Regions from separate parts of the Mus musculus genome. Here all the other regions are linked to region 6. The links are chromatin contacts, called in public Hi-C, HiCAR-type and promoter capture Hi-C maps. All regions are on one chromosome and are shown on one strand. The core of a region is the stretch at or near the end of the contact, and the rest is flanking DNA. Distances in the headings are between cores, read along the strand shown.

The links. Promoter capture Hi-C pulls out the DNA fragments that hold promoters and counts their contacts. Hi-C and Micro-C count contacts between places; a contact is called where the count stands out from the background. HiCAR-type assays count read pairs that join an accessible place to other places.
Region 1: a contact with region 6 is called in a promoter capture Hi-C map of liver, with 8 times the contacts expected there. The contact joins the promoter of Dnajc5b here to the promoter of Bhlhe22 in region 6. A contact is called at or near these places in 8 of 39 promoter capture datasets (the 3T3-L1 cell line, embryonic stem cells, hippocampal neurons and 2 more).
Region 2: a promoter capture Hi-C map of hippocampal neurons shows a contact between it and region 6, with 37 times the contacts expected there. The contact joins the promoter of Mtfr1 here to the promoter of Bhlhe22 in region 6. A contact is called at or near these places in 22 of 39 promoter capture datasets (the 3T3-L1 cell line, 3T3-L1-derived adipocytes, the C10 cell line and 13 more), 9 of 484 Hi-C or Micro-C datasets (the MNK3 cell line, cerebral cortex, embryonic fibroblasts and 2 more), 18 of 115 datasets of contacts at active chromatin or transcription factors (bone marrow-derived dendritic cells, embryonic fibroblasts, embryonic forebrain and 9 more) and 4 of 9 other capture datasets (adipose tissue, embryonic stem cells, embryonic trunk and 1 more).
Region 3: a Hi-C map of adipose-derived mesenchymal stem cells shows a contact between it and region 6, with 2.1 times the contacts expected there. The contact joins the enhancer-like site here to the promoter of Bhlhe22 in region 6. A contact is called at or near these places in 16 of 39 promoter capture datasets (the 3T3-L1 cell line, 3T3-L1-derived adipocytes, the C10 cell line and 9 more), 5 of 484 Hi-C or Micro-C datasets (adipose-derived mesenchymal stem cells, cerebellum, cerebral cortex and 2 more), 3 of 115 datasets of contacts at active chromatin or transcription factors (differentiating embryonic stem cells, embryonic forebrain and forebrain) and 3 of 9 other capture datasets (embryonic stem cells, embryonic tail and liver).
Region 4: a HiCAR-type map of astrocytes shows a contact between it and region 6, with 17 times the contacts expected there. The contact joins the promoter of Armc1 here to the promoter of Bhlhe22 in region 6. A contact is called at or near these places in 25 of 39 promoter capture datasets (the 3T3-L1 cell line, 3T3-L1-derived adipocytes, the C10 cell line and 13 more), 14 of 484 Hi-C or Micro-C datasets (LSK cells, brain, cerebellum and 6 more), 15 of 115 datasets of contacts at active chromatin or transcription factors (astrocytes, differentiating embryonic stem cells, embryonic forebrain and 9 more) and 4 of 9 other capture datasets (adipose tissue, embryonic stem cells, embryonic tail and 1 more).
Region 5: a promoter capture Hi-C map of second pharyngeal arch cranial neural crest shows a contact between it and region 6, with 18 times the contacts expected there. The contact joins the enhancer-like site here to the promoter of Bhlhe22 in region 6. A contact is called at or near these places in 22 of 39 promoter capture datasets (the 3T3-L1 cell line, 3T3-L1-derived adipocytes, the C10 cell line and 14 more), 8 of 115 datasets of contacts at active chromatin or transcription factors (craniofacial prominence, embryonic forebrain, embryonic stem cells and 4 more) and 3 of 9 other capture datasets (embryonic stem cells, embryonic tail and pancreatic islet).

The regions. Positions count from the first base shown.
Region 1 is chr3:19,507,299-19,509,998 of GRCm38.p6, forward strand. Dnajc5b (DnaJ heat shock protein family (Hsp40) member C5 beta) reads left to right here and starts at 1,297. Exons shown (of 5, transcript NM_025489.3): 1 at 1,297-1,408.
Region 2 is chr3:19,186,683-19,189,382 of GRCm38.p6, forward strand. It overlaps Mtfr1 (mitochondrial fission regulator 1), which reads left to right and starts at 1,428. Exons shown (of 8, transcript NM_026182.6): 1 at 1,428-1,606.
Region 3 is chr3:19,142,242-19,144,941 of GRCm38.p6, forward strand. It overlaps Armc1 (armadillo repeat containing 1), which reads right to left. Exons shown (of 7, transcript NM_028840.3): 4 at 2,089-2,278. Among named protein-coding and RNA genes, the nearest start is that of Armc1, 20 kb to the right of the region's middle. Within about 2 kb of position 1,435, at least 4 of the 459 cell types and tissues checked have an H3K27ac peak or open chromatin away from gene starts, as enhancers often do. A contact at or near this core is called in adipose-derived mesenchymal stem cells, where this site is marked.
Region 4 is chr3:19,161,800-19,164,499 of GRCm38.p6, forward strand. It overlaps Armc1 (armadillo repeat containing 1), which reads right to left and starts at 1,296. Exons shown (of 7, transcript NM_028840.3): 1 at 1,111-1,296.
Region 5 is chr3:19,083,186-19,085,885 of GRCm38.p6, forward strand. No RefSeq gene overlaps it. Among named protein-coding and RNA genes, the nearest start is that of Armc1, 79 kb to the right of the region's middle. Within about 2 kb of position 1,361, at least 5 of the 459 cell types and tissues checked have an H3K27ac peak or open chromatin away from gene starts, as enhancers often do. A contact at or near this core is called in craniofacial prominence and second pharyngeal arch cranial neural crest, where this site is marked.
Region 6 is chr3:18,052,991-18,055,690 of GRCm38.p6, forward strand. It overlaps Bhlhe22 (basic helix-loop-helix family, member e22), which reads left to right and starts at 1,335. Exons shown (of 1, transcript NM_021560.4): 1 at 1,335-2,700. The coding sequence starts at 1,798.

The DNA.
Region 1 (2,700 bases), core at 47-2,546, 1.5 Mb after region 6:
TTGGGGCTGGCTTACAGGTTCTGAGGTTCAGTCCAATATTATCATGGCAGGAAGCATGGCAGTGTCCAGGCAGGCATGGTGCTGGAGGAGCTGAGAGTTCTACATCTTGTTCAGAAAGGTAAACAGACCCCTCAACAGAGGAATGGATACAAAAAATGTGGTACATTTACACAATGGAGTGCTACTCAGCTATTAAAAAGAATGAATTTGTGAAATTCCTAGGCAAATGGATGGACCTGGAGGGCATCATCCTGAGTGAGGTAACCCAATCACAAAAGAACTCAAATGATATGTACTCACTGATAAGTGGATATTAGCCCAGAAACTTAGAATACCCAAGATATAAGTTACAATTTCCAAAACACATGAAACTCAAGAAGAACAAAGACCAAAGTGTGGACACTTTGCCCCTTCTTAGAATTGGGAACAGAACACCCATGGAAGGAGTTACAGAGACAAAGTTTGGAGTTGAGACAAAAGGATGGACCATCTAGAGACTGCCATATCCAGGGATCCACCCCATAATCAGCCTCCAAATGCTGACACCATTGCATACACTAGCAAGATTTTGCTGAAAGGACCCTGATATAGCTCTCTTGTGAGACTATGCCGGGGCCTAGCAAACACAGAAGTGGATGCTCACAGTCAGCTATTGGATGGATCACAGAGCCCCCATGGAGGAGCTAGAGAAAGTACCCAAGGAGCTAAAGGGATCTGCAACCCTATAGGTGGAACAACATAATGAACTAACCAGTACCCCGGAGCTCTTGACTCTAGCTGCATATGTATCAAAAGATAGCCTAGTAGGCCAACATTGGAAAGAGAGGCCCATTGGACTTGCAAACTTTATATGCCCCAGTACAGGGGAATGCCAGGGCCAAAAAGTGGGTGTGGGTGGGTAGAGGAGTGGGGGGGGGAGGGTATGGGGGACTTTTGGGATAGCATTGGAAATGTAAATGAGGAAAATACCTAATAAAAATTTTTTTAAAAAAAGATAAACAGAATACTGGCATCCCCAGGCAACTAGTAGGAAGCTCTCTCAAAGCCTACCCCCATAGTGACACACTTTCTTCAACAAGTCCACACCTCCTAATGGTGCCACTCCCTGGTCCAAGCATATTCCAACCACCACAGTCTTCAATGTTTCTTTCCGGAGATTTCAAAAGGTCCTGAGTGCTAAAGTAAATGAAAATTGAGAGACTGTTAGTGATGTGGGTGGGAAGATCTCAGCTGGGTAGTGGGGGTAGGGAAAATTCTAGTCTATGACATCACAATACCCAGCATAGACTAGAGCTTAGCATCTGAGAAGGAAAAGCAACGGAGGCTCAGTTATTGACAGAGCAGGGGAAGAACACTCGTGGAAGGACCCAGAAGGATCAGCCAGCCATGCCTCCAGTTCAGGTACAAGGTACATGACTTTTGCTAAGCTAATCACAGGACTCAATAGTGTCTAAAGGAAAAGAAGACACTTACACGGGTACCTATTTTTTTTAAGGGATGGTAGGAATCCAGAGGGGCTTCCAGCAGAAGTAAAGCTGGTATATCCAGGAGGCTATGAAGCCACAAAACACAGGCATTTATAAAGTTCTCAGATAACCACTGGCCCCTCCTCAACTTCTGGGAAAGTGCAAAAAGCACTGGTGTCTCCAGTGGTCAGTTCGTGGTTATTTTCTAAAGGGACTCACTCATTCTATGATATTCTTCTACACAGGAGTTTTGGTTTTTAGTGACTTCTCCCAGGATGACAGAGAAGAGTGAATATTTTAAATATTTAAGTGAAAGAATAATTTTAATAGAGATGGTTTTAAAAATACAACAAAAATTAATATAAGGAGGAGAAAGGTGTATTATGGGTTAACAATAGAGATTAACTTCAAAGTCTAGTTTTGAAATTCCAAGACTTCAGAGGCAAAAGGCCACCCCTAGGGACAGTGGAAGAGAGAGAGGCCTTGTGGTTGAGAAGTCAAGTTGCACAGTTCATCTGCTTTTACCCCTACTCCACTCCTCCCATGTCTAGGGACTCAGCAGTGAATCGTTGCTGGACGTGTGAACAGTTCTGTTTTCTTTACTTTGCTTTGGGGTTTTGGCTTCTAAAGTATTTGTTTCTTCCTGGAGGCCTAGAAAGACTCCAAGTGACAGCAAATAGCCGTTCTGTTTAGCAGCAGGCGGAGCTTAGGATTGGTGCCAGGCCCTGACTCATCTCTGTTTGGACTCCCTTGGGTCTTAACACAGAGCAACTCCACAGTCAGAGGCTAGGACTACTCAAACAGGCTTTTCTGATCATGGTCTGCAAGAGCCGTGTTAGGACACTGTGGAAGGAGCAGCCTGGGGCTCTGATTCGGATCAGTAACCTACAGGACACACCAGGCACAGTAGACAAGAAAGGGGATCAAATCCACCTGGGATACAGTTTTCACTCAGCTTCCAACAATCATGCATGTGTATCACAGCAGTAAGACCAGGGCCCCGACACTCTACGAAAGCAGCAGTAACCCATAGCATGTGAGACATTTGTTTGTTTGTTTGTTTTGTTTTGTTTTTTCGAGACAGGGTTTCTCTGTGTAGCCCTGGCTGTCCTGGAACTCACTTTGTAGACCAGGCTGGCCTCGAACTCAGAAATCCGCCTGCCTCTGCTGAGGGACCCAGAGCAAAGCAGAAGTGCCTGCTCACTGTATAGCACACATTCAACTTTCATCTGGA
Region 2 (2,700 bases), core at 178-2,677, 1.1 Mb after region 6:
CTAGATTGTCAAAAAGTTCAGGGCCACTCCAGGGCACTTGAGGGTAAAGCAAGGTGGGAAGGGAGGGAAGTTGTAAAGAAAAAATCAAATCAAATCAAAACAAAACAAAAAACAGGTTTTAAGCCATCTCCAACTGATGGGTGCTTTCAGATACCCTTCTTCTTAAACATAGACAATCACATAGGCCTGTGTGGTGGCAGGCAGCTGAGAGTCACCTGTGGGTCACACAGCTGGTGACCAGGGATCCTGAGGCAACTAATAGCTTAGCAGTAAATCCTACAAGTATCATTGGAATGGTCGCCCTGGTGTGTGGTCCCTACCAGTTCACTTCAGCAGCTTTTGTCTTTTCATCAGCCTTCAGACCAAGCACCCCTCCCTGAACTGCTCTCTCAGGCTTCTCTCTCCCAGCCTTGGTCACAGCCTGTCAGGCCCTTTTGTACTTAAAACGTTATAACACTTGGTCACATATATTAATTAACCTTGTTTTGATCTCCCTGCCTTTTGGTAGGCTTACTCAGGGTGTGGTTCAAGGCTTAAAAAACAAACAAACAAACAAACAAACCCCACCAACTTTGTACTGTCATAATGGGCTCCCAACGAGCCGTTGCTGAGTAACTGAATTGAAGCTCTAGGTGAAATCCAAAGCAGTAGCCAGGAGGAATTTAGGCCATCCAGGGTAAGAACACCAGCGCTCCAATGAGAGGGTAAGAGAGAAGGCGAAGTAGCAACAGCTGCTGCCCACTTCCCACCTCAACTCTTCCACCCTCTTCCAGGTTGTTTTGGACATAGGCTGGTCTTCAACTCTGGATCCTCCAGCCTCCAACTTCAAACTACTCGTTTTACATAGCAGGAGCCGCCACGCCCAGGTAGGAGCGGCCTCTTGAATTACTGATAGGCTTTCCCTCCATATTCACGTTTTATCGCACCCACACACACCACCGTGCTGCTTATAGCTAACTTGACACAGACTGATCGTATTTTCATGACTAGGTTATCTGAAATCTAGAATAACCCTTCATTAAAAACTACGCACACCAATTAGGCAGACTTTGAGGCGGGGGAACTGAAGGCAGGAAAAGTCTTCACTCCCTCTGAGCCGCGCCTTCCACTCCTCCAGAACATACGTCCGGGATTTGAGGCCCGAAACAGATCGCCCTGGCAGACAAAGTCCCCACAGAGCGTGGGTTGAGAAGGGCTCGACACAGGCTAGGCTAGGCTAGGCTAAGGACCTAGCTCCTTTCAGCGGGCACACATTTGAGACTTCACTCGGAATGTGGGTATTCCTACACCCAAAAGGGGCGAAGTTTACCAACAAAAATAACAGGGGCAGAAGCACCCAAGACAAAGCGCGGCACACTAGCAAGCACACGCCCCTTACTGGGCACCGCGCGTGCGCACAGAGCCCGGGACAGGTAGCCGGCGTGGCCGGCGAGCAGACACGCCTTCCGCCGGCCTCTCCTGAGCCCGCCCCCGGGCCTCAGCGAGCCGTTCACTGGTCAGCCTAGGCCGGGCCAGGGGCGGGGATTGGCTGATTGGCATAAGGTCCTGGGACAGCCAATCTGGAAGGCTGAGCAGCTGCGAAGGTGAGGGCTGCTGCGCAGCCGAGGTGAGTGGGGCCCGGGACAGAAAAGCGGTTGGCGGGGTGGGGAATGGCTACCACCCGGAGCTGAACGGTGGCGGGAGGCCGTGTTGTGGACAAGGGAGGGGACGGGGCGCGGCGCGGGAGGCCGGCGAGCGGGAGGGAGGCCGCGGAAGCCCGGAGCAGAGAGCAGCCCTCCGGCTCGCCCGCGCCTGGCCTGCTGAGCTCCGCGGGCCGCCGGCCTGGCTCCCATCCCCCGCAGTCGGCGTTGTGCCCTCGCTGGATCCGGGCTGAACGGGGCGGCCCACGGCGTTCAGCCTGTTCTACCTGGACCTACTTTCCTGTCATTGTCGGCTGGCAGCTCTGAACTTTCTAAGCGTGCGCAGTTTGCGTGTAGCCAGACTACAGAAACTTTGAGATCTGAAGTCAAACTTAACCAAACCTTTCTTTCCGCCTGATGGTTTGTTTTGTGATTGGTCTGATGTAACCTCTTCTGGCTTAAACCTCGTTTTGTGCTTGAGGATGGTCAATAGAAGTTCGGATCCTACCCCCTCCACCTCCCAACTACAGGATTTAAAGCTTGCTTCACCACATCCGGAAAAGAATATTAAGGAGTATTTCATGATACTTGGTAATTTAGCGTTCACTTTTTTGTTTGGTTTGGTTTTGAGACAGAGTTGTCTTCCTTACTCTAGGCTGGGGTGGAATGCACTATGTAGATTAGGTTGAGCTGCCTAAAACCTCCTGCCTCAGTCACCACGCCCGATTCCAGTCACCTTTTCCTAGTGTATGTAGTTGTTTTACATTACAATGACTTAGTCAAGGAAGTTGTGACACTTACTATCTTGTTACATGAAAGTAAGTTGTGTCCACATATATTGATCACATATATTGTACATACACAAAAATCATTTAAAAGGTAAAAATTATTTTTAAAAAGAAGGTAATAGAAATGGGTTTGCGATTATATACAACCGAGTTTGACTATAAAATGCTTACGAGCTAAGAAAAGTCTCAGTCACGATGTGCAGCTAACTCTCTATCAACACCCTAATCTTTGAATTGAAATGCAAGTCTAGTAACTGAAGAGGAAACTTAAGGGTTCTTTAGAAACTGTGTTG
Region 3 (2,700 bases), core at 185-2,684, 1.1 Mb after region 6:
TCCCTCAACAGAGGAATGGATACAGAAAATGTGGTACATTTACACAATGGAGTGCTGTTCAGCTATTAAAAACAATGACTTCATGAAATTCTGAGGCAAATGGATGGAACTAGAAAATACCATCCTGAGTGAGGTAACCCAATCACAAAAGAACACACATGGTATGCACTCACTGATAAGTGGATATTAGCCCAGAAGCTCGGAATAAACAAGATACAATTCACATACTACATGAAGCTCATGAAGGAAGATCAAAGTGTGGATTGGATACTTCAGTCTTCCTTAGAAGGGGGAACACAATACCCATGGGAGGAGATACAGAAACAAAGTGTAGAGCAGAGAATGAAGGAAAGGCCATCCAGAGACTGCCCCACTTGGGGATCCATTCCACATACAGTCACCAAACCCAGACACTATTATGGATACCAACAAGTCCTTGCTGATAGGAGCTTGATATAGCTGTCTCCTGAGGGGTTCTACCAGTGCCTGACAAATACAGAGGTGGATGCTCTGAGCCAACCACTGGACTGAGGGTCTCCAATGTAGGAACTAGAGATAGAACCCAAGGAACTGAATGGGTTTGCAGCCCCATAGGAGGAACAACAATATGAACCAACCAGTACACCCAGAGCTCCCAGCGACTAAACTACCAACTGAAGAGTACACATGGAGGGACCCATTGCTCCAGCTGCATATTTAGCAGAGGATGGCCTAGTTGGTCATCAATGGGAGGAGAGGCCCTTGGTCCTGTGAAGGTTCTATGCCCCAGCATAGGGGAATGCCAGGACTAGGAAGCAGGAGTGGCTGGGTTGGTGAGTAGGGGGAGGGGGAGAGGATAGGAGGGTTTTGGAGGGGAAACCAGGAAAGGGGATAACATTTGAAATGTAAATAAAGAAATCATCTAATAAAACAAAACAAAAAAATGAAAAAAAAAATGGACATTGAAGCATTTCAAAACTTGAATTTTTAGTTCAAGGGCATTTAGCTTTACAAGCAATGTGAATAACTGTTTGCCAATATTAACAACCTCAACAAAATGTAAACATTATTACAAAGACATAAACAATCAAAACTTACTAAAAAAAGGGGAGAGGGTAAGATAAATAGATCTAATAAAGCATGTAGAGAAATTCAATTAATGGTCAAAAAAACTGTCCACAAAGCAAAGCCCAGAGCCAAATGACTTCAATAAAATGTACAAATATGGGGCTGGAGAGATGGCTCAGTGGTTAACAGTATACACAGTCAATGTTGAGCAATAAAAGACCATTTAAAACTGGACAAAGAACAAAGAGGAAATGAATATTTCCCTCAAATATAAATCTGAAGTGAAAGATATAAATCAAGCCCAATTTAACCACTAAAGCAATGACCAATACATGTCTAAAATGTTGCTCCACACCACTAGTTATCAGGAGACTATAAATCAAAACCATTAAACCTCAAATCTACTAGAGGATGTGGAAACACTAGGCCCCTCGCACAATGCTGGTTGAAATGTAATACTGTGCAGCCACTGTGAACAATCCGATGGTTCGTGAAAAAAGTTAAGCTTACAATTACCATATGTCTGAGCAATGCCACTAAGTATACACCCAAGAAGATGCTGACACAGTGCTTTAAAAGAAGTTATAACAGACAGGCTCTATTCAGGTCTCTAAGAGCCAATATGTAGAAACACGCAAAGTAGTACTGTAGACCACTCGATGGAATACATATGAAGTGATGCACACATCCATGATACTGATGAGCCCTGAAAAGTCATGCTAACCACAGAGCCTTTTAACACCTACAGGACCCCATCTCTTTTCTGACATTCCTAAGTTATGACTCATCTACATAAATCATGCACAGCTCTAATTAGACCTATTTACAAGTCTTACATTCTTTAAGTCCTACTATTACAGTTAAAACTGCTATGTATGCTGATTAGCCAATATCTTTAGCATAAGATGACCTTTTTGCCTTAAGTATAAACTATTAATATTGCAACTTTTTCTTAGAACACGTTAGCAAGTGACTGCAAAGAACATGTTTGGTGATACCATTTCTCATTGTTGTCCTATGAACCACATCTACAAGTCTTACCGTATCATCGAGACCATCTATGTGCAAAACTACTGTTTTGGCCCGTTTGTTTGTAGTTCCCAAAAAAAACTGAGCTTTCCTTCTACGCGAATTCATTTCATTAAAACTATCACCATCAGCCAAATTGGAGGATTGAAGGATGTCATAGATTTCTGAGGCCAGAAGTTTTGTTTCTCCTGGAGTTGTAGTCCTTGGGGAAAAAAAAAAAAAAAAAAAAAAAAGCATAACTATATAGTCATTTTTACTGGTTTTATAATTGTACTTCTTAATTTTGATGAGTCTTGCTTCATTCAGCCTGATACCTTGTTCAATTAGAAAGAAACACCAATGAGTCTTGGAATAACCAGTAACGGGCACTGGTGATGCAGTTCAGATGTCAGAGTGCGGGGCTAACACGTATAGAGCTCTGTATTCAGTTCCTAGCAGCACCACATAAACAGCGTACACCTGACTCCTGCCTGCTACAGTAACCATGTGCAGGAGGACGAGGCAAGTTCAAGGTCTGATACCAATCTATAACACAAGATTCTGATTCAACAAATGAAAAGGAAAGAATAAGAATCATCAATAAATGTAGAAAAAGCATTTAGCCTATAAGATCTCCCTCCAACT
Region 4 (2,700 bases), core at 46-2,545, 1.1 Mb after region 6:
ACACATTCATTTTCTGAAAAGGGAAACGTCGTGCAAATGACAAAAGCTTTGTTCTCATTTTTCTGTATCTCAGTCTGAGTAGAGGTCACAGTGCATAGGACGTATGCCTTTACTTTTTCTTCTCCTTACTTAGCTCTGGCTGACCTATGTAGTTGAGATGAGCCTGAAACTAGGAGGGATCTGCCTGCCAATAGCTACCAAAGCAGGGATTAAAGGCATACCATCACGACCCAAACTTATTTTCTCTTCCTTGGCTCTATGTTGACAAACAGAACCCTTCGCAAACTTTAAGGACACTGCGATCACCTAAGGGACCTTGCCAAAAGTAAGTTCAAGCTCAGTGGGTGTAAGTGGGTCTGGGAATCTGAGATGTCCAACCAGCTTCCAGATGAGGATGCCAACGGGCAAGAAGTCTTGAAGCACGGAGTTAGAGACACGCGAGACATCAGTGTCTGGGCAGATGTCAGAAAGGTATTCCTTTTCTTATAGCTAAGAATCACCACTTAGTTAATAGAAGTATTTAGCCCTCACGTGCTAAGAGCTGCTGCGGGCACACACTTATCCTAAATCCTTAATGATTAAGCCGGGTTGAAAAGCAACTACCACTATCAAACGCCGAGACCCGATCTGGCTTCTCCTTGCAATTATAACTGTAACTCTTTTGGAATTGAATTACCGTCTCCAAGCCTCAGTTTCTTCAGGTAGCAGTTTTGAGCGGGTAACAGGGTGGGAAAAAAAAAAGGCAAGACAGTAAAATGTCTGGCAAGTACCATGCAAGCACAGAACTAACCCAGTGGGAAACTTCTACTGCAAGCGCTGAGGAGACAGTATCACCAAAGGAGCAGCTAAGTGCACAAATGCCCACCACCTGTGTACACGAGTTTCTCTTGAATGGAGGCCTGCGCGCAGAGGCTCGCAGATTTACAGAAAGAACGCCGCGACATGGACACCCGCTACTCGTAGGGCGGGCTGGCTGGTCAGAAGGAAGAGGAGAGAAGAGCACGTCCGGAGCCGTCCGAGGCAGCCCGCGGGATGCCGGCAGGAGGCGGGCGCAGCGGCCGGCCCGCGCAGCAGCGGCCCCTCGGCCCCACCTCGGCCCCGGCTACGTACCCTCCAGAGCTCCGGGCGTCCGGAGCCTGCCGCAGCATCAGAGCCGCACCCACCACGGCGGACAACGGGCGGCGAAGACCCCGAGCCACGGCCCGACTCAAAGAACCACAGGGCTGAGTCGCTGGCGGCGGAGGAGCTGCAGGCTCCGCGGTGACCCTGTCACCTCTGCTGGCTTTATTATCCCATTGGCTGAAAATGAAGCAACGTGAGGAAGGACACCCAACCAGAGGCGGGATGTTCTCAAACCTAGTAGCTCATTGGTGAGCTAGACCGGACCTATGAGGACCCAGAACACTGAATTGGAACCAAGGGCTCGCCGTCCACGGAGTGCTAAACAAATTTACAGCCATCGTGGCTCCGCGACTACAATTCCCAGGGTTCCCGCGGCAGGAAGGGCTTCTGCTTCTGTGTGCAGACACGCGAACAGAATAGTTTATCTTCAGCAAGTCTTCCAGGTCTGATAAAACAACCTGTAACCCTTCATCCACGTCTGTGCGTCTTTACCCAGAATCTTCGGACGTTTTTTTGTAGTTTTTACTATGAACGTCGACACTGTTTGGCCTCTCTGGATTTCGTTCATTTCTTTTCAGTGCTGCTTTCTAGCAAAGCGAGGGATGCGAAGTGCTTTTGTTGGGTTGGCCTAAGTGATTTGACATTGAAAAGAATTTTGTCTTTTCTCTTGTCAGAGACTTGTGTTAAGAGAGTTCTCCAGTTCATCATGAAGTTTTGTTAATGCTGTTTTCTATTTATCAAAGTAAAGACATACTTGTTTTATCGATACTAGTTACCGAGGAGTTGCTCTAGGTACGTTTTATTTTCCAAAGTATTTCTGAAATTGTTATCCAAGTCTCGCAGGCTAATCTGAAAATAATACATCCATCCACACTCCTTTTTGATCTTCGTTTCTACAATCTTATTCTGACGTGTTGCTCATACATTAAAGTTACAGGGACTTTGTTGTTATTCTTGTTACAAGGAATTTGAAAGGGCTTTAATTTGGAAAGGATGTGGAAGACACCACACCGGACTGTATTCTACGCTATTATCTCCAATATTTTGTAAGTGAATTTATAAACCAGACCGCCACGGCGGAATCTGAGCACTAAGTAGGTAAAGGCTGAAGGCAGACCATTTCAAGTTCAAGCCCAGTTTAGGCTAACTAAAGCTTCACAGAAACCTTGACTTAAAAAGAAAAAAAAAGAAGAAGAAGAAGAAGAACAAAAGAGTCCATCTCTTGAGTTTCTTAATGTTCCCGTGCTCTTGGTTATCTTATTATTAAAACCCAAAATGAAAACAAGTCCAAAGTAAAGCTTGGTAGAAAACAAGAACAAGACTCTAAATAACCATCTCACCTACAGGCAAAAGCCAGTCTGTGTGCTTTATTCACAAAGCCAAGACAGGGATTAGTGGTAAGAGAACATTGAGCCTAAATTAAAAACAGTGAATGTAGAAAGCAGGAAAAAAAAAAAAAAAAAGTAAATATACTAAGTCCAAGGGGCATACCCAGTACAGCACAACCTATCTGGCTGAGTAAGTGAAGACTTGCCCAATATTCTAATAAAAGGTGACTCAGTAATCCAGAAAGGAAAA
Region 5 (2,700 bases), core at 111-2,610, 1.0 Mb after region 6:
TTACACTCCACTGAAGAAAACTAATTTTTTACTCTTCTAGCAGGTATCAATTGCAAATAGCTTCTTAGTAAGGTATGAGACGTTGTACCTGTTTCCCCTTCTCTGAGCTGGGATTTTGTCTGATTTGAACGTGTACAGGTCCTGTGCAAGCTGTCAGTCTCTATGAGTTGATATCAGTACTGTACCATCTAAACATTTCTTATCTCATAGAATTTCTGTCAGTCAAGAATTCAAATGCAAACTAGCTGAGTTGCCCTGACTCAGGCTTTCAGGGTTTCACATGAGCTTGCTGTCAAGAAATCAGCTTCTAGCTTGCAAGCCCACATGGCTTGCTAACATGGCTGACAATTTTGTTGCTAGGTACTGGCAGAAAGTTTTAGATGTTTGCCTCACAGACCTCCCCTCAATCCTGTTCAAGTATACTCATGGCAGGCAGTTGTCTAGACAGCTAGACAACTAGACAGAAACACACAACAGCTTTTCTTACCTAACTTTAGGAATCAGAAACAATTTTACAACATCTTGCTGGTTATTGAGGGCAGTGCTGGGCAAAGGAAAATACCCAGGGTGAGCAGTGGGTTGGGGTGGGGTGGGAATGAGAGGAGGCTGGCCCCAGGAGGTATTAGTAAGTACTTCTGGACTAAAGTTAATAGGAAAGAGTAGATATTTAAGTACACTATTCAAAGTTCTGAAACTCAACTTCCAATAAAATAGGATATTGCTGTGTCCTTGCATAGCTTGGATCCTGGAAACCCGAGTAGAGGTGGTGAGGAAAAGAAAGGGCAGACACTGAATTAAGTATAGACACAGAAGAAATGACAGAAACACAGAGAGATAAGCTAGGGACGGATGACCTGGGCTCTGGAATGAAGAAACCCAGCTCCTCAGAAGCCTAGCATGTTTAAGTGCAGATGCAGAGAGGTGAGTTTTATGATATTACAGCTAAGTCAAGGAGGAAGGTTTAGCTAATCACAGTCTCTCAGGGGAGCAAAAGCCATACATACCTGGGAAGAAAAAGCTACAGTGGACATTTCATTCACAAACTGTCAACACTGGAATGTGGATCAGAGGAAAGCTTTGCCATCTCTCTGAGCTTCACTTGACAAAGAGACTTTATCAAAATTTCCCATGAGGTTTCAGCCTTTAACATGGCTGGCTCGTGTCAATCACACACATTCACTCAGGACTTTGTACACTCGGGGCTTCCTCTGCTCCCACGGGACATAATAGTGTAAGGAATACGGTTCAGGAAGGAGGCATGAAAGAAAGAGGAAGCCATCTTTCATACAGGAAACTGACTGGAATAATCTAAAACAGATTCCTCCAGACATAGGGAAGCAAAAATACTCTTTAGTGGGTGGTGGCCACATTTAGGACTAAAAATAGAACAGTGAAGTGGTGATGTAATTTTGTGGTACTAAGGATAGAGAAGAATGCTTTTATTTTCTAGTCAAAAACCATATGACATCAATTATCTTTAACTGTACATGATTTTGTGTATGTACGATTTTGATAATAATTTTAGATGTAGAGTTTTTCTTCAGAATGCAAGCATGCCTCTTTATATTGTATATACTGATCATAACTCCAAAACAAAATTCTGAACTTCAAAACACTGTTAATATGGGGAGGAGGGGATGGCTCAATGGAGAAAGTGTTTGTTGCATAACCAAGAGGACCTGAATTTGGGTCTCCAACACACACATAAAAAGCGAGGTATCTATAGCATTAGTGCTGGAAAAACCGAAATAGGTGGATCTCTGGAGTTCACTGGCTAGCCAGCCTACCAATCAATGAGCTCTGTGTTTGTGAGAGACTCTGTCTCAAAAAGTAAGGTATAGATGGGGACTGCAGAAATATCTCAGTAGTGAAGAATACCATCTGCTCCTCCAGAGGCCTCGGGTTCCAAGCCCAGAACCCACATAGCAGGTCACAACCATCCGTAGTAACTGTTTCAAGGGATCCAGTCTTCTGGCCTCTATGGGCACCAGACCTGCACATGCTGCAGATATTGGTTTTGCAAACAAAACATTCTTAAACATAAAATAAAATTTTAAATTTAAAAAAATACAAGGTAGGTAGTGGTAGAGGAAGACACCTGTGTGGGTTAGTCTTATGTCAACTTGACACAAGCTATAGTTATCTGAAAGGAGGGAACCTCAATTGAGAAAATGCATCCATAATATGCAGATGCAAGGCATTTTGTCAATTAGTGATTGATGATGAGGTGGGAAGCAGCACATTGTTGTGAAAGAAAGATGAAATTTCAAGACCTGTAAGTCATATAAATTACTCAGAAATTGCTGGGTGTTTGTGAGCCTAGAGGCTGCCTGGGGCTGAGAACAAAGAAAAACAAACCCAGGCATGCCGTATCATTAAAACATTCCTGGGAACAGCTTGACCATAAAGATAAAGAGGAATGTGAGGACATAACAGGGCTATCTGACCTGAGTCAACAACTCACAGAACCCTGACACCCTGACCTGCATGTATTCTTTCTGCTGATGTTTGAATAAGCCAATATTGTGTCGCTATGCTGAATCCCCACCCCTAAGCCCTTTACCCCATAAACACCCCTAGATTTTGAGCCTCAAGGTTGAATCCACTGTCTCCTGCGTGAGATACGTTTCAACCCAGAGCTCCGTCATTAAACTACCTCCTGTGTTTACAGCAAGAAGGATTCTCATGTTTCTTTGGGTG
Region 6 (2,700 bases), core at 85-2,584:
GTGAATCTATTACAGAGATTAATAGATTATTTCTCCCTTTTCAACTAATTCTCAGTGGGGAAATTTAACCATATGGTAAGGAGAGAATTAGAATTTCATCACATTAGAGCAAAATATAATGAAAAGAGTCCAACACCTGGGGCCAACTCTGAAAGCCACAATTAAAAGGTTTTTTAATGAAACCAGAGAAACCCCAAACTGCACAGCCTTCAGTAATTCTGCCAGATAAGAGGGAATACGGTTTTTACTTATAAGGATGAAAACTAGCCACTAAATATCGTGTGCTTCGAGAAACTGGACTCAGAAGCACGAGGACCACGTGTACTATCTCCATCCAGACAGCTCTTGTTTCCACAATTCTGCCCTGAACTAACCCTGCAGGAACAGCCCAGACGGATCCAGATGTCCCCAAACGTCTTCAGAGCAGCTAAATGCACGAATGCCCCCACTTGGTGTGTGAGAAGATTCCACTCTGAATGTTCCCTCTTGCGAAGCAACTGGATTTAATCTTGAGGAAAGTTTGAGACTAGTTTTTCTTTTCTTTCTGTCCACGAAGCAGTGAGCTTCTCTCACCACCAACTTAACAGCGTGGGGGACTCGGCAAAGGCCTCCCCCACTCCGCCCCCTCCGAGTTTTAAATCAAACGGGCTATGTAAGCAACTTGGTCATCATTTTGTTGCTTTCTTTAATTGTTTGATTTTTTTTCCATCTATATAGGAAATGGACAGTGGAGGGCTGTGGGAAAAGTGGTGCGGAGAAAATCTGGGTTGGCTCTTGCATTGCTGACATACTAGCTGAAAATCTAGGGTAAATTCGAGACAAGCCAGCAGGGACCTCACCCCTACCCCCAGCCCCCAGGTTCCATCTATAAATGCAGACATGCTATTAACAGGGAGATATAGAATTCTCTCCTATGAGGGTAACTAAGCAAGCTGAGACAGTAGTGGCCCAGTGAAGGGTAGTGTGTGGGGGGTGCTCAGTGGGGGCGGGGGCTTTCCACTGGACTCCCAGTCTTTACCGCGGATATACAATTTGCTGAAGGAGCAAAGAACATCCTCGGCTCTAAGTAGGGCTTTTAGTGTGCTCATTGATGAGTGAAAGTCGCCACACATGTCAAGCTAAAGGCAGTTGTTGGGTTACTAACAGGACCCAGCGCCTTGCAAACATATGCGCTAAGCTGTGTATACAGATGGCAGGCAGAATAATGGAGCAGGCGCCTTTTATAAAGCTCTGGCTGCTGCCTGTCTTCAGACCTGGGAAATGAAACTATTCAGACTCGCGGCCAGATAGCGCTTGCGATTGTTTGTTACCGTTTTAATCCTATTAATTAAAACGTTAACCTGATTGGGTAGAAAGCGCTGTCCCAACAGGCGAGTCTTCTTCATAATAACCTACTCAGAGATAATGATGTAAAAGACTCCCCCGTCTGTGGCGGCGGCTGGTTGATGGGTCCGGAAATCTCTTGAAGGTGAATCCAAGCAAGATAAACGGTGCGTAGAGCAGGCGCGGGATTGGACTCAGAGGCGGTAGCGGCGGCAGCCCCGCTCCCTCCGAGACCAGCCTCCCACCATGAGGGGCCGCGGCCCATGGTGAGCCTTAGCAGCCAGCACCGTCGGCTGGAGACGAAGAAGAAGAAGAAGAGGAGGCGGCGAGCGCGGGGGAAGGCGAAAAAGAAAAAGAAGGGGACAGGGCTGCGGGCAGCGTGGGGACCGACGCACGCAGCAGCTCCGGAACCCCGCCGGCGCGCGTCTGTGCGGCCGCCTGACTCTCCAGCCCAGGTGGCGGCTGGCCCGGACGATGGAACGCGGGTTGCACCTCGGTGCGGCGGCCGCGAGCGAAGACGACCTCTTCCTGCACAAGAGCCTGGGCACCTCCGCCGCCAAGCGCCTGGAGGCGGCTTTTCGCTCCACACCCCCGGGCATGGACCTGTCCCTGGCGCCTCCAACTCGCGAACGCCCGGCGTCGTCCTCGTCGCCCCTCGGCTGTTTCGAGCCCGCTGATCCCGAAGGGGCTGGGCTGCTGCTGCCTCCGCCCGGAGGAGGCGGTGGCGCGAGCGGCGGCGGCGGCGGGGTGAGTGTCCCGGGGCTGCTCGTGGGCTCAGCGGGCGTGGGGGGCGAGCCGAGCCTGAGCAGCCTGCCGGCGGGGGCTGCCCTGTGCCTCAAGTACGGCGAGAGCGCCGGACGCGGCTCCGTGGCCGAGAGCAGCGGGGGCGAGCAGAGCCCCGACGACGACAGCGACGGCCGCTGCGAGCTGGTGCTGCGAGCCGGGGGCCCCGACCCGCGGGCATCGCCGGGAGCGGGGGGCGGCAGCGCCAAGGTGGCCGAGGGCTGCTCCAACGCCCACTTGCATGGTGGCTCGGGCCTCCCCCCGGGGGGCCCCACAAGTGGCGGCGGAAGCGGCGGCGGTGGCGGCGGCAGCAGCAAGAAATCCAAAGAGCAGAAGGCGTTGCGCCTCAACATCAACGCTCGCGAGCGCCGGAGGATGCACGACCTGAACGACGCTCTGGATGAGCTGCGCGCGGTCATTCCTTACGCGCACAGCCCTTCAGTGCGGAAGCTCTCCAAAATCGCCACGCTGCTCCTCGCCAAGAACTACATCCTCATGCAGGCACAGGCCCTGGAGGAAATGCGGCGCTTAGTCGCCTACCTCAACCAAGGCCAGGCCATCTCGGCAGCCTCTCTTCCCAGCTCCGCGGCCGCG